Regions from separate parts of the Mus musculus genome. Here region 1 is linked to region 2. Evidence: chromatin contacts called from public Hi-C data. All regions are on one chromosome and are shown on one strand. Each heading gives the region's core, a stretch centred on a gene start, on an enhancer-like site or on the middle of the called end of the contact. The rest is flanking DNA. Distances are from core to core; before and after follow the strand shown. Region 1 holds the start of Gm38917 (a long non-coding RNA gene). Region 2 has its middle 65 kb from the start of Plcz1.

Region 1 (7,532 bases), core at 168-2,667, 310 kb after region 2:
TCAGTTGGTTGAAACAGGGTCTCTTGTAGCCCAGGCTGGCCTCCAACTATGTAGCTGAGGATAACCTTCAACTCCTGGTCTTCCTGCTTCCACCTCCCCAGCACTGGACTGACAAGCACGTGGCAGCATGCCTGGTTTACCTAGGGCTTAGCTAGGCAAGCTCTCCATCAACTGAGCTGCACTCCCAGGCCAAAGAAAGGTGGGATCCAGCTAGACAAAGAAACAGGGCTAAGGAAAGGAACCTGGAACTGAAGAGGCCAGAATCACCAGACAGAGCCAAACCCTGCAGAGTCTTGGCTGCTCTGTAAAGTAGGCAGATTTAATTTTGCAGAAGGGACGGCACGGTGCCATTGGGGAATTTACCACCAGGGAAGACTAATTGCAATCGCAACACCTTTTCTGCAATTTCACCCAGACCACGGGCTCTTTCAGAGCGAGCTGATTCTCCCTAGAAACGTTTAAAAGCATGAGTCTTGGATAATTACCATGGAAGTCCCTGGTTTGTGGCATGTTGCATTTAACATGAGCTGAGTGCTATTTATAGATGTTCGTTTGTTGTTTGCATGGACGTTTTTATCAGTCTAAAGTTACTCTCTATTGCAACATTTTAAAAAGATCAATTGGGGTGGGGGTGGGTGGAGCTGATGGAATGGCTCAGCAGTTAAGAGTGAATACTACTCTTCCAGAGGACCCAAATTCATTTCTCACTAACCAGACCCAGTGGCTCACAGTCACCTACAACTCCAGCTCCAGGGGCTCAGATACCCTCTTCTGGACTGCAAGGGCACCTCTACTCAGGTGCACACACCCCTATCCACAGACACACGCATAGACACATAATTTTAAAATAATCATAATGAAATCTTAAAAATAAAATGAGGCTGGAGAGATGGCTCAGCAGTTAAGAACTCTAGCTGTTCTTCCAGAGGACCCAGGTTCAATTTCCAGCATCCACATGGTGGCTCACAACTGTTCCTAACTCAAGTTCAGAGGCTCTAGTGCTCTCTAGTGGTCTCCAGATATCAGGTACACATAGCATGCACAGATTTTCATGCATACAAACACCCCATGCACATAAAATAATAACAATCAATTCAAGAGCTGATAATCAGACTCCAATTATCTTGCTTCTCTTGTAACCAAATATTCATCAGGTACACATGTTCTTTTCCACGGAAATAAAATCTAGCCAGACACAAGCCCTGGCTTAAAAGATTTGCCAGCTATCCATATAGGAGAGGAGATTCTGAAGTCCATGAAACAGCAAAAGCAGCTTCCTTAATTCAAAGAGAAATTGGTTACAATGTAGCAAATCTGCCAGTCATAGTTCCCAGGACAAAGTGCAATGTGGGCTCAGTGTTTGTCCAGAAAAATGGTAAATCATCAACCACACCTGGCCCCGCTTCTTCCAGGATGTTGTAATGACAGTTAGACAGTGGCTGGGCCGTGGCTCTAGTTATAAGAGCAGCTTATGTGGATGCCACACTCCGGAGAACTCCAGACACTTTTCATCGGGTAAACAACTCCTTCATCAGGCTTTAATCTAAACTCCCAGCTTCTCAAAGCTGCTGTGGACAAAGCCAGAGCTGGGTTGCAGCTCCGGAGGGAGAGGGCTGGCCCAGCATCCGGAGGCCCTTGGCTCTGTTCCCATTAACTGGGTGTGTTGGTACACACCTGGAATCCCAGTTCTGGGGCGGTGGAGGAAGAAAGATTGGGAGTTCAAGGCCAGTCCTTAGGCTATGTGTCAAATTCTAGGCCAGGTTGGGATGTGTGAGACCTGTGTGCTAATGGGGGTGAGGTGAGGGTGGGGAGGGAGGGAGGGTGCAGTGGGAGTGGGGGAGGGGCGGGGAGGGGTGGAGCGATGTGAGGGCAGGGATCAAGTGAGAATGGGGTGGAGCAGGAGCCACTGGAAGCTCTCCTCACTTATGAAAGGAAGCAAATTACTCCCTAATGTATTTTACCTGCACATTTTACTTGGTTTTACTTTCAAGGCCAAAAGAGCCCACAGGCTTGCAACTCAGTGATAAACCAGCCTTAAAGTCACAGAACAATCCACCCTTGACTGCATTAAACAACTGGAATCAGGCAATAAGCCCATTCATTTGCACTCATTACTTCAGAATTAACGTGCCTCGGTGGAATACAGGTATACGAGGCGCGCTACCCCGCCACTCAGAAGCGAATTCTAGGAAAACTAAAAAGACAAAAAGCCTTTGTATTTCCACTAAGAAATACTGTTCCAAGACAGGCAGGGCCTTCGAATATCATCCTCCTTTGGCCGAATTTCATTTTAGTCCCAATTAACTCATAATTACATTAGACATTAGAGAGTAAGACTTCAAAACATCTGCCAGCTTTAAAGGCACTGCATTTAGAAAGCCCTCGGCATGACCCCGCCCCTTGACCAGACTATTTATAGTCCAGTGAAATTAAGTTAGGTTCACGGTGCCTGACTGCCCAGTAGATTATTAGTTTGCAAATGCGTTCATTAAGTGGCAAGATTCATTTGGGGGTACAAAGCCTTCTGCTTCATCTTTACAGGACGGTCCGCTGGGTGGATTTAAAAATAAAATCAGTCGGCAAATAGCATAGCTCAGAGGAAAAGCTTCCTGTTTTGTGGCCATCGAGTGTCAGGCCCACTGTGAAAGCTAGGCTTGCTTGATTCTTTTGAAAGAGCATTGAAGTGCCCACGATGTGGATGGCTCCAAGGTCCCCTAACTGGGGACACTGCTGTGAATTTGGAGTGCTGCTTGCCTTCTGCCTGGGAGGAACAGTTGGGGCAGTCACAAAAGAAGAAAGCTCTTGTCAGAATCGCACAAAAACTGAAAGCTGATGTCAACACATCCGTTCTCGCGCACAGCTGTGTGTTTGGTATTCCCAGTTCTGGACCGGATGGATGGATGCTGCCAGGAGGGATGTCAGGTCTGCTGCGGTCTGGATCAGATAGATGCAGTTTGAAGTTTGAGCTTTCTTCCTAAGAATTTTCTTCTAGGCACTTAACCCAGCAAACGCTATTTAAAAAAAAAAATCAATTAACTATCTGTTTCTGTTTCCCCTTTGAAAGTATTGTACCATTTTATTTGAAGCGCTATGGGGAATTTCAGGGCACCTTCAGCTCTTCTGATTAGGACAAATATGTAAAGAAGTTATTTGAGATGGTGCGGTTATCAAACTGTCTAATCCAGTCAGTATGAAGAACAAGGAGGAGCTGGCGCGACATCTTGGCTGTTACAAGCACTTGCTGCTCAGTCAGAAGCCAGAGTCTTGTTCCCAGCACCCAAAGGGCTGGCTCACAACCTCCTGTAACTGCAGCTCGGAGAACCTGACACCCTCTCCTGGCCTCAACAGGCACTGTAGTGTGTCATACACTCATGCCTATGGATAAACATAAATTAAAAATAACGATAATCAATATTTTAAGTGTAACTTTTCCGATAGAAACAGAGAAAAAAGATATTCATCTTCTGGATGCAATTGTGTTTAACCCCCAAAACTTCACCCTTTGTTCTAAAAATACTTTCTGCCACTATTCTCATTCCATTAAAAGATTGCATGCGCCCTTTTAGACACTGCTCCCTGAATAACCTGCCTTGACCTTTCCCCTCAGGGCTTAGAGTTAATGAATATTTCCCCATTGTTTCCCTTCACAAACCTCTCAGACTTGTTAAAAAGGGCCCTCAGATGTAGTCTTGCTGCCCTCAGAGCCCCACATTCGGGGAGAACTGCATCAAAAGCATCAACATGACAGAAAAATTGGCCATTATTATTTTAAAAATTCCAAGTATGGGATTACAGATATACACCACTGTATCTAGCTTATTTGGTTGTTTGGTTTGGTTTTGAGACAAAGTCTCTCATTCTGAAGACCAAAAAGGCTGGGACTCACTATAGAGTCCAGCTGGCCTCCATCAAATTCATGGTAGTCCTCCCGCCTCAGCCTCTCAATTGCTAGACTTATATACAATATAGAGCACCATGGCTGTTCATCGTAGAGTTTGGGTTTCTTTGTTGGTTCATTTATTTGTCTGAATCTTTTATTGAATGCACCGTGGAGTTTTCCAGACTCTATTTAAAACATCTGCCAGGTAGCTGGTCCTCTCTGTGAGCTCTTATTGTCTGATTTTAGAAGTAAGTCAAGATCTGTCCCTGTGACCATCCCAGGCTCTTCTGTGAAAGGACAATAGTTTCTAGAGAAGTCCAGCTTTCAACGTCCAAGTTTAACGAGCAACAAGTTTTCACTTCCCATAGAAGCTTGAGGCTCTTTAAGAAGACGTGTGTGCACCCAGGCAAAGCTCAACAGATAAGAGCAAGGCGTTAATGAAGGCAAAGGTATCTATTTAACCCCCACATGGGCCCATTAACTTCATTTAGACAAAACCACCATCCTGAAGATGCACGTTAAACTTCTAAACCCAGCCGGCCGCATAGAAAGCACACCAGTCAGCTCGTGGGATGCTAAGAGGGGTGTAGGTGACTCAGGAAACGCCACCACTACTTCCTTGAGAGAAGGGAATTGGGGGGGGGGGATTAGTGAGTGACTTATTCCAAGATAAATATCTCACATGTACAGAGTGCCGAGCAAGGTTCTAAGATAATGACGGACAGCAAGAAAACCAAGGTAAGGAAGGCCATTTACAGCCCGGCATTGGATTTCAGGAGCTGATCTCTGGCGAAGGAATAGAACCTACAATTAAGGTTGAGGCATGTCAAAAAGAAGCTATAATAGAAGTAGGGGTAATTAGTAGGTGCGCGATACGCCATGATAAGCTTTATGGGATTGAGAAAACAGACCATATTACAAACTTTTCTCCTTGCTGTGACCAAATACCTGATGGGGTGGCTATGTTGGCTACAGTGTGAGGGGATTAGAGACCATCAGGGTGGGTGGGAACACAGAGCCATAGGAGCATGGGGTAGTGCTCACCTTGCTGCCATAGTTAGGAAGCAGGCAATAGATAGGAAAAGGGGGTAAATTATAAGATAAGACCTGACCCAGAAACTTACTTCCCCAAGTGAGGCTCTCTCCACCTCGTGGAAGTTTCACAGTCTTCTAAAACAGTGGCCCTCAACCTGAGCTGAGAGCCCTCTGAGAGTCAAATGACCCTTTCACGGGGTTGCCTAGAACCAAGAGAAACACGGATACCTACCTTTTAACTCAGCAGTAGCAAGATTACAGTTATTAAGCAGCAACTCAACCTAATTTTACGATTGGGAATCATCAGATCATGAAGGACTGTATTAGAGAGTCACAACGTTAGGAAGGTGAGAGCCACTGCGCTCGAACATCACCAGCAACTGGGAACCAAATATTCAAACACAGACCTACGGGGACGTTTCACATTCAAGCTATTACATACCAAAAAAAAAAAAAAAAAAAAAAAAAGACAGAACTCACATTTTAGCTGATGTGATCAAAAATGATTTTAAGGGGGAAAGTGAGATTTAGTCAGAAAGTTAGAGGGGAAAGAGAAAAAAAAACTCAAAATATAGATCAAACTAAATAATACAAAACTTGACTATTAAGTAAAAAAAAACTCATTTAATCTTTAAAAATGGTTATTATAAATTTTTAAATGAAGCAGTGATTTGAATTTTAAATGAAGCCTACCGTAGCACGGATGACAGGAGATGTGTGGGTCAGTCTGCTTCGTGCTCCTGCTATAAAAATGTCCGAGACAGTCAGAGGTATGGAGGTGGGTTTTATTGGATCCAGGTTTAGATATCATCCGCTCCATGGCTTTCTGGACTACAGCAAATCAGAACAGCCATGCAACAGTGGAGGGAAGCTCTTTACCTTGGGGTAGCCAGGAAGCAGTGAGAGGGAGCAAAGGGGCTAGAGACAAGACATACCTCTCAAAGATGTGTCTCCAGCAACCTTCTTCTGCAAGCCCCATGTTGTAACATTCTACTCACTGTGTGTTGCAAGAGGAGATACTTCCATGGAGTGGAAAACTGCAGAAGTATGCAGGAAAAAAGGAAAAGGAAACAGTATCTAATTTGTAATAAAGAAACTAGTTGTTTTGCGGCTATCCTCCATTCTCCCTTTGCTGAATACATGGTGGCCTTCTTTCTTCACAAGCAGCCTTGCTGAGTGCCTGGGTCTGTTTGACTAGCTCTGGCAAGTGAGTCTGAAAAGTGGGCTGCTACAGTTTACACCAGGAACCTGTGATTTTGCTAAAACCCAGTAGCTTTCTCATTAGTTTCATCTAGGAGACCTGTTGCTGTGTTTAAAATATGCGTGGGTCTCCCCAGCCTGGGCTCTCGCAGTGAACAGATTCTCATTTCCCCTGCAGTATTGCAGCTGTGTGAATAAGAAGCAAACCTTTGTAAGTGTTTTAATAAGCTGTGTATTTATGTTTGTGTATGTATGGTGTGTACATGTTTACAGGTTTACACTTCTGTAAAGCCAGAGCTCAAGGCCAGGTGACTTCCTCCAGCACTCCCCACCTTCATTTTCGAGACAGGGCCTCCTCTCACTGATCCTGGAGCTCATCAGCTTGTTTAGACCGGCTGGCCAAAGTGGTGTTAGAATCCACCTGTCTACCTCCCAACAGCGAGACTACAGGCCCGGGACACCATCTTTGATTTTTTTGTGTGTCCTGGGAACCTGATTTAGGTCCTGTGGCTGGAACAGCAAACTTTATTTACCGAGCTCCCCATCCCACCTTGGTGGGCTTTAAAAACTTTTTAAATTGAAATATCTTTTCAAACAATATATTTGATCATATTTTACCTCCCCCAACCCTTCCCAGAACCTCCTGCCTCCTCCCCCATCTAATTTTGTGCTTTATCTCTCTCTCTCAAAAACAAAACAAGAAAAAAATAAACACACACACATGAAATGAAAACCAAACTAAATAAGCAAAAGACCAATAATATAAAAAATGCAAAATGGGGATTAAAAGTCTTCAAAAATGCCATTGAAAGGGAAAAGGAAAAGGAGGGGGAGAAGGAGAGGGAGGGGGCAGAGAGAGGGAGAGGGAGAGGGAGAGGGAGAGGGAGAGGGAGAGGGAGAGGGAGAGGGAGAGGGAGAGGGAGAGGGAGAGGGAGAGGGAGAGGGAGAGGGAGAGGGAGAGGGAGAGGGAGAGGGAGAGGGAGAGGGGCCAGCCACTCCTGAGCATGGGTCAACCCTGAAATTTGGTTATAAACCCAGTGAGACTCCATTGGAGAACACTGATTTTTCTTTTTGCCAGTGGATGTCCATTGCTTCTTAGTTAGAGATGGGAGACCATGTGTACTCGCCTTTTTCAGTGCTGGGACCCCGTCTGGAGTAAACTTGTGTAGGCCTTGAGCACGCCACAGTCTCTGTGAGTGCATCAGTCTTGCTGTGTCCCGGAGTCAGCCATGACCTCCGACTTCACCCCTTCACCTCCACTTCAAAATGACTCTCTGAGGCTGGGGATTGGGGAACTTTGATGAAGACATCCTGCTTTGAACGAAGTGATCCAGGGTCTCTTACTTTCTGCACAGCGGCCAGTTGTGGGTCTTTGGGTTAGCTCCCATCTAACCCTAACCACAAGAAGAAAGGTTCT
Region 2 (7,712 bases), core at 85-2,584:
ATGCCAGGGCTAAGAAGTGGGAGTGGGTGGGTAGGGGAGCAGGGCATGGGGGGTATAGGGAATTTTCGGGATAGCATTTGAAATGTAAATAAAGAAAATATCTAATAAACACACACACAAAGAATGAAATGAAGTGAGATGAAACTGAAAGTCATAAACAGAAGGAAAATAAGGCCTTTAATTATATATCAGGTTTTACCTACAAATGTGTACGTAGTCTGGCATGGCTTTGGTGGGGGTGGAATGATATGGCTTCCGCCTCTGGGGCAGGGCCAACATGGGCCCCCGTGAGTGTCAATAGCTGCTGTGGATGTAAGGCTTGTTGGTATAATACTGTACGTATTTTTACATTCCTCCTTCAGAGAATGTGATCTCTGTGAACATTAATGACTCCATGAAAATCAGAGACAGCAGAAGTCTGGGAGGTGAAGGTGTGGCTAATGTCTCAGCAAAGCTGTAAATGCTGGGACCTTTGGGACAGCCCTTAAGGCTATGGAAAAGAACTCTAAAAACATGAGTTTGAAAATACATAATTTCTCAACTCTGCAAAAAAGAAGGATGCGCTATGTGTGTAGTATGGGGCTTCATGAATCTAAAGGAGCAACGGTAGCGGCATTAGTGAGCCGGCTTCTGAGAACGATACAAACGCAGGCAGATTCCCGAGTTCAATGTCAGCCTGGGACAGAGCAAGGTTAGGCCCAGGCAATGTGGTACAGATGGTAGCTTCAGGGGGTGGGGAGGTCCCACCCAACTAGCTTATTGCCTGTACTTAACAGAGGCAGGAAGATCTCTGAATTCTTTTGCAATGTTAAAAAAAAAAGTATGTGTGCTTGCTCTCTCCTAAGAATCAAAGGGCTGGGGTCTTGAGATCCAGATTCATAGGACAATCAAAAGGGCACCTGGGGTAAATGACTGGATTGTTGTGTAAAATAAAAGACTGAGCTTGTGATCTGCAAAAGATGAGCTATCCAGAGAAATATTTTAGAATTTCAATGTATCAAGGCAAAAAAAGAAAAAGAAAAGAAAAGACAGCAGCACAGAAAACACAAACACAGAACATAGAGTAAAATCAATACAGCAAACAGAAAAAGGACAAAATAAGCAAAGTTCTTCCTTATCAATAAATAATTTAACATAAATGTTTTAAACCATCTCCAATCGAAAGATGTAGATTAGAAACTTCCTCAGCAGAACAGCCATGGGTAAAAACGTCTACTGAACATCAACCTCCATGGAAAAGACTTAAATCATTCCCTTAAGATCAGAGGCAGGGCCAGCAGGAGGGCTCAGCTGGGGAAGGTACTGCCTGGCAGACCTGACAGCCTGAGCTCTGTCCCTGGAACTCTCAGAATGGAGAAAAAAATGGGTTGCACAAGTCTTTCTCTCCTCCCTCTCCTTCTCCCTCCCCTTCTCCCTCTCCCTCTCAACACACACACACACACACACACACACACACACACACACACACACACACACACATGAATTTGAAAAAATAAAATTTAAAACACCAGGAAAGGGGCAAGAATGAACTTTTCAGCACAGTACTGAGTGTTGTCATCAAAACAATTAAGTACAAAAAGAAGATGCATTCCAATAGAAAAGGATGATCAGAAATGGTGTACCTTGCATGCAGAAATTCCTGAAGGTTCCATAGAAAAACATAGACCAACAAAGCAGTATAAAATAAAACATTAAAGTTGGTTGTATGTCTTCTCTTTAAAAGAATAAAATTGGAAACTTGCACTCTCTAATTCCTAAGCTTACTACAAACCTATAATAATCAAAAACTTTGGCAGCAGCATAAAGACAAGAATATAACTGATGGAGGAGAATCAATAATCCAGAAATAAATCCCATCATATATTGTCTGCTGATTTTTGATGAGCTTGTCAATTCCATTCAGTGGTAAAGACAGTCTTTTCTGCAAAGAATGCTGAAATTACTGAATATTTAGATGTAAAGAATTAGAAAATATCTAATACCATATACAAAATTACCTTGAAATGTTTGAGAGATCCCAAGATAAAATTGTAAACTATAAACTCAGAAGAACACAGTGGGCAAAAGCTTCATGCGATTGGATTTGGCAATGATCTTCGTTGCTGTGGAAACCATATGTAGTTTTACGAAATGAGGAGAGACTGGGAAAAGGACTTAACTAGGTTGAGTAGCTAGCTCAGTCCTCTTGCCTCACAAACGTGAATATCTAAGTCCATCCAAAGTCCACATGAAATAACAAGTGTGGAGCATGCATCCACAGCCCTGGTGATAAGGAGATGGGAGAGAGAGGCAAGCGTATCCCTGGAACTTCATCCATGCTGATCTTTGAGGACAGTGAGAGACTCTGTCCCAAACAGAATGTTAGAAGGCTCTTAGGACACAACGCCCAGTTATTCTCTGCCTTCCTCACAGCCCACACTTACACGCCATAATGTAATAAATATTTAAAGCCAATTTGCTATATGATCCTACAATTCCACTCTGTCTTAAACTTTCCCTTTACGTTTTCAGAAAGTTAACTTTACATTTCTGAAAGCAGGCACTCAAAGAAATCCAAGTGTGTCGGTGAGCCTCACTGTCCATAGCTGAAATATTGTAGCTGAACAAATATCAATCATCAAATTAATGCATTGCCAAAGTACAGTGTCTATATAAAGATAGGACTCTACATGGAGATGGACTCTGTGTGTGTGTGTGAGTGTGTGTGTGTGTGTGCATGTGTGTGTGTGTGTGTGCGTGTGTGCGTGTGTGTGAACATGCACATGCATTCCATGGCGCACATGTGGAGGTCAGAGGACCAATTGCAGGAGTCAGCTCTCTCTCTCATCCTTACAGTCCCAGTGATAAAACTCAGATCATTAGGTTGGGTAGCAAACACCTTTACTTGCTAAGCCATCTTACCAGCTCCACCCACAGAGATAAAATGTTGAAAACATTGTGCTACGTGAAGTAAACCAATCACAAAAAGCTAAATACAGTCTGGTTATACTTATTTGGGAGAGAAACAAACAGAAAAAAAAAGCAGAATAAAAGTTACTAAGAAACACTGAATTTGGGGGTAAGATACTGTTTAATGGGTATTTAATTTCAGTCTTCAGAGTCTAAGAAGTTACAGGGTAGATGGAGGAAGACTACACATAATGAATGTGTTTAATACCACTGAGCTATTCACTTAAAGGACACACCATGTGTATTTTACAAAAACAATAAAACAGGAGGGATCAGTATTGAATTGTTTCTGCTTAAAATACTTTTGCCTGCGTTTAAAAGTGTTAATAAAACCCTAATTCTGAGAGCATGTCAATGAACACACTATATGAAGTTGTATTTTGTGACAATAAAAACAGAAAGGGGATATGAAGTTGCATATGACCATAGCTTTTATAATCCTTGATATTGCCTTGATAACAATTTGAATTAGATTATTATACTCTAAGATGATAATTAGGATGTACAGGCCTAGCATTAAGAAAATAACTATGCTAAGGAAACAGGAATAAAAAGGTTATTTAATATATCTAAAAAAAAAGAATGATGTCACAGAGCCCCCAGGGAACCAAAAGGATGGCATCATCAGAAATAAAAGGGAAACTGAGTAGGGTTAAGCACTGTGTCTCTGTAATTACATTAAATATAAATGGATTAAACTCTCCAATTAAAGGCAGGGTTGGAGTAATGTATTTAGTAAAGCAAGATTTAATTATAAACCATCTACAAGAGACTCTGTATCCCATGATGTAAATAGGTTAAAAGGAGGAAAAACTAAATTTATGCAAGCAGTAACCAACCAAAGCTGAGCGGCTTTGTTGATATTTGAAATAGAGAAAATAATACTGAGGTTGCAAAAATTGCTACAAGAAACAAAAAAGTAATTATGCATAACTTACATATGAATAGTTATATAATTTATATGAAACTAAAATGTCACAAGCCATGGCTAAGTTAATTATATATAATAATGCATGTTATACTATAATATATATGTGGATAAATCTGTTAATAAGTTATAATGAATACACAAACCAAAAATGAACAAGTTGAAGGAAGAAATGAACATCTCATCAATATTTAAAGATTTTGATGTCTCACTACAAATAACAAATAGGATCATGTAGATAATCTGCACCTATGGGTATAGAAAACTTCAGCCAACAATCACAGCAGGATACAATGTATTCCCAAATCCACAGGGACCATGTCCCAGAATAGAAAATTGAGTATATCACAAGTAATATTCTAAACTGTATTATGTTGAAGTCTAGGTATCTTATTTCATTTTTCTATAAACATAGAGCTATCATAAAAAGTGAAAGTTAATTTAGAGAAATACTCCCCGCGAGGCGGGAATCTCAAGTACAGTTCCTAAACAATAGAAGATAAAAACTGCGGTTTCAGTACATAACCAAAGCGCTTGCTTTTTGTAATGGTTTCGGTTCCGTCATCAGATAAAATCTCTTTGTTGTGCATGGCAGGACCAGGAGTTCCTAGGGGAAAACGACCTCAGGTTGAGAACAAAAGACATTGTCTTCATTTTAACTTTTAAACTCATTTTTAATTGTGAGTCTATGTGCATGCTTCTCCAGGTGTGCAGCAGATGCATACAGGCATCCACAGAAGCCAGGAGAGAGCTTCAGACCCCCTAGAACTGGAGTCATTGGTGACAGTAAGCTTCCTGGAGTGGATGCTGGAAATCAAACTCAGGTCCTCTGCAAGAGCAGTAAGTTCTCTTACCTGCTGAGACATCTTTCCAGCTCCTGGGAGCTCTTTTACTACATCGAGAGATAAATAAGTGCTCGTGATAGAGGCTGCTCCATGACAAAGGTGTAAACATTACAGGAAGGCAGGAACCAGTCACATTTTTACCACATAGTTATTAATTGGTTGGCAACTACTGTTCAGCACCTTAGTTTCATGCACAGGGAAACCTCCCTCCAAGGAGTGGCGATCATGACGCATGAGTCTTCAGCTCCTGGAGCCCGATGGGCACTTGTCAGAGCTGAAACCAAAGGAAGCCATTCATCCACTCTCCGTGCCACATCCTGACTTGGGATGCTCGGTGGGAACTTTCTGCCCTATGACTTAGGGATATAATTTTACTAAAATAAACTACAGTTTAGGGTGTAGATGATTTTTAAAGTTTTAAAGATAATTTTGCCTTTTAATTCACCCTTTCTTAGTGAACCGCCTTGTTTACCAATGCCTATAAATTATGTTTAGGATATCTAATTTAGTATGGTATGCAATATAAAACTCTGTACTTTAAGCAATGCAGTAATTCCTTCCTAACTTTGTGGGTTTTTTTCTTCCCATAAATATCTTTGCTGATAATTTTCTTATTATTGATAACGTAAATTAGATCTGTTTAGAGTCATCTACCACAATATATTAAATCTGACCTCCACTTTTTTTTTAACTACTGCCTGAACAGATGACAAAAGGCCTCACTCAGTGGCTTTTGGTTTATTTTGGTCAACGTAGTTCAGTGAAAGTGATATAATGTGACTCCTCTCATGCATGTCTGGAATACTTCCACCAGCCGCCTGTGAAGAAACCCAGGAGGATTATGCAAGCCCATCTGTATCAGCCTCCACAGCTATGGCTCTCATAGGATGAGTGCAGCCAGTTTGAAACACTCAGCCCCAGTCATCTCTAGAGTAGAGACTTCCAACAACATTTCCTGCAGTGGCAGAAATGTTCTGTATCTCCCATATCCAATAGGACAGCCACTGACAGAAGCCGTTCAGCACTGGAAATTGTGCCTACAGTTTTTACATTTCAGTATTACTCAATTCAAATGGACTTAAATATAATAATAAATAGAAAAGATCCCATCTTGGTGACTGAAGTAAAGATTAACCCCAGGTAATCTGACCAAATTACAATTCACAAATAGATGAATGACAGTCCCCAAAACTATTTGGAGCGGGGGTATTTTTATGATCATTATAGAATTCTAGGTATTTCAAAGTTACAAAAATCAATGTAAATCAGTATGCCCTGCCTTTATTATTCTTCCTATTTTACACAGATATCTTGCAGGAGCTTCTGACAGTCATCTTGGATGCATGGGGTGAGAGACTGCTATAGAGACAAAGCTGCAGAGATGTTGCTGAGGGCAGAGGAGAAGCAGCAAGGTCCTGCTCAGTTATTTGAACCATCATTCAAGTCTCCTTTGAAGCCAAACTGTTCTGTTTAATAACAAAGGGTCAATGAGCCCAGTTGTTTGTGTAAGCCAATTTAAGACACATTCTCTGTATGTTGTAACAGAAATAATAATGTGTAACCCATATCCCATCTTAAATGCTTTCTAAACGTCCTTTTGTCAATCAGAGTTCAGTGAAATTGTGTGGAACTGCCTTTGAAGTATCACCCTGGGCTCTTCCAACTGAAGAATGCTGTTTTGACTTATTCATGTGGAAGCTATATTCCTTTTATAGTTAGGTGTTTAAGAAAAAAAATGTATTCCTGATGCTATAGCGACTCTGATGTAGATTGCAGAGAGATATTGCCAAAGTGTTAGGACAAAAGCCTCAGTTTGAGAGTGTCAGCGGGGCCACACAGACCAATAATGGCCATCAAAGGACAAGCAGTGTGAAAGGGAAGGGGGAGACTTGATCAGCAGGGTCACTCTGAGAACAGCAGATACAGAGGTTCAGAAATCCCAAAGCCATCTTCATAAGGTTAACAAGAACTCTGTAATAATTTTTTTTTGAGACAAACGTTTTTGCATTATAAAGGACACCTCCCCTAACAAGGAATTAATAGAACACTCAAATTATGTGTTCCCTGGAATTACATTTATGAGTCTAAAGCATTAAAGAAAAGCATTTTTGCTTTCCGAAAAATATTGGAGCCAGCCTGTTACAGGAAGTATGTGAGGTCAAACACAGAGAGAGAGAAAAAATGTAAGGAATTGGTTTGTGAATAGCTGACAAACCAGATGGTCTGAACGAGCTATGATCTGGTGGATCGTTATCTCCAGTCTGCCTCTACAAGAGATCCTGGGGGTGTCAAAATCACCATCATCACTTAAAGGGAGCAATAATTGGCTTCCATGAGATGATGACTCCCGCTTCATACACCCTCACAATCATGGGTAGTTGCCCTCATATGTGGAAGAACATCTGTCCTTTGAGGCACATTGATGCTTGGGAGCAATTTTACTCCTTTGTCATAGAGATGTTTGTAAATCCTGCAGTTCGTGGAATCTAGTGGAGCTGAAGGCTGTTACAGGAGGGGAAATCTTTTAAATGAGAAGAATTGCGAGATTAAATGGATTTAAGTCAGTAACTGTTGTTCTCCTTCCAAATGGACCTGCTAGCCAGGCTGAAATGGAAAGCTAAGCAAAACGGCTGTGTACACAGAGGATAATGGGTTCTTCTTTCAGTGTGATCACAGACTAGTCCCACTAGCTCACCTTTCTCTTCTCAGCAAGGTGTTGAAAGACGGGTCAATATTAGAGAAACCAAGTCAATAGCTTGCTGGGAAGGTGCTTTGAGGAATAAAGAAAGATTTATTTTTGAAACCTTGGGGAATCTGAACTCTTGAGCAAATGAAGAGTGCTTCACCTTCCTACCTTGCACAAGTACAGCCAATAATTTGGCTGTATTTCAGTTCCCATACACATATATTGCTTTTTCTCGCTGTGGGTGGTCACTCCAGCCAAGTGTGAAGCTTTGTCAACAGGAGTTCTGATTCCACTGTATATAGAA

The links. Hi-C and Micro-C count contacts between places; a contact is called where the count stands out from the background.
Region 1: a Hi-C map of the N1E-115 cell line shows a contact between it and region 2, with 5 times the contacts expected there. The contact joins two enhancer-like sites. A contact is called at or near these places in 2 of 484 Hi-C or Micro-C datasets (the N1E-115 cell line and liver).

What each region holds. Positions count from the first base shown.
Region 1 is chr6:140,279,599-140,287,130 of GRCm38.p6, forward strand. Gm38917 (a long non-coding RNA gene) reads right to left here and starts at 6,137. Exons shown (of 3, transcript XR_869559.1): 1 at 5,851-6,137; 2 at 5,609-5,746. Within about 2 kb of position 1,418, at least 40 of the 459 cell types and tissues checked have an H3K27ac peak or open chromatin away from gene starts, as enhancers often do. A contact at or near this core is called in the N1E-115 cell line and liver, where this site is marked.
Region 2 is chr6:139,972,732-139,980,443 of GRCm38.p6, forward strand. No RefSeq gene overlaps it. Among named protein-coding and RNA genes, the nearest start is that of Plcz1, 65 kb to the right of the region's middle. Within about 2 kb of position 1,335, at least 5 of the 459 cell types and tissues checked have an H3K27ac peak or open chromatin away from gene starts, as enhancers often do. A contact at or near this core is called in the N1E-115 cell line and liver, where this site is marked.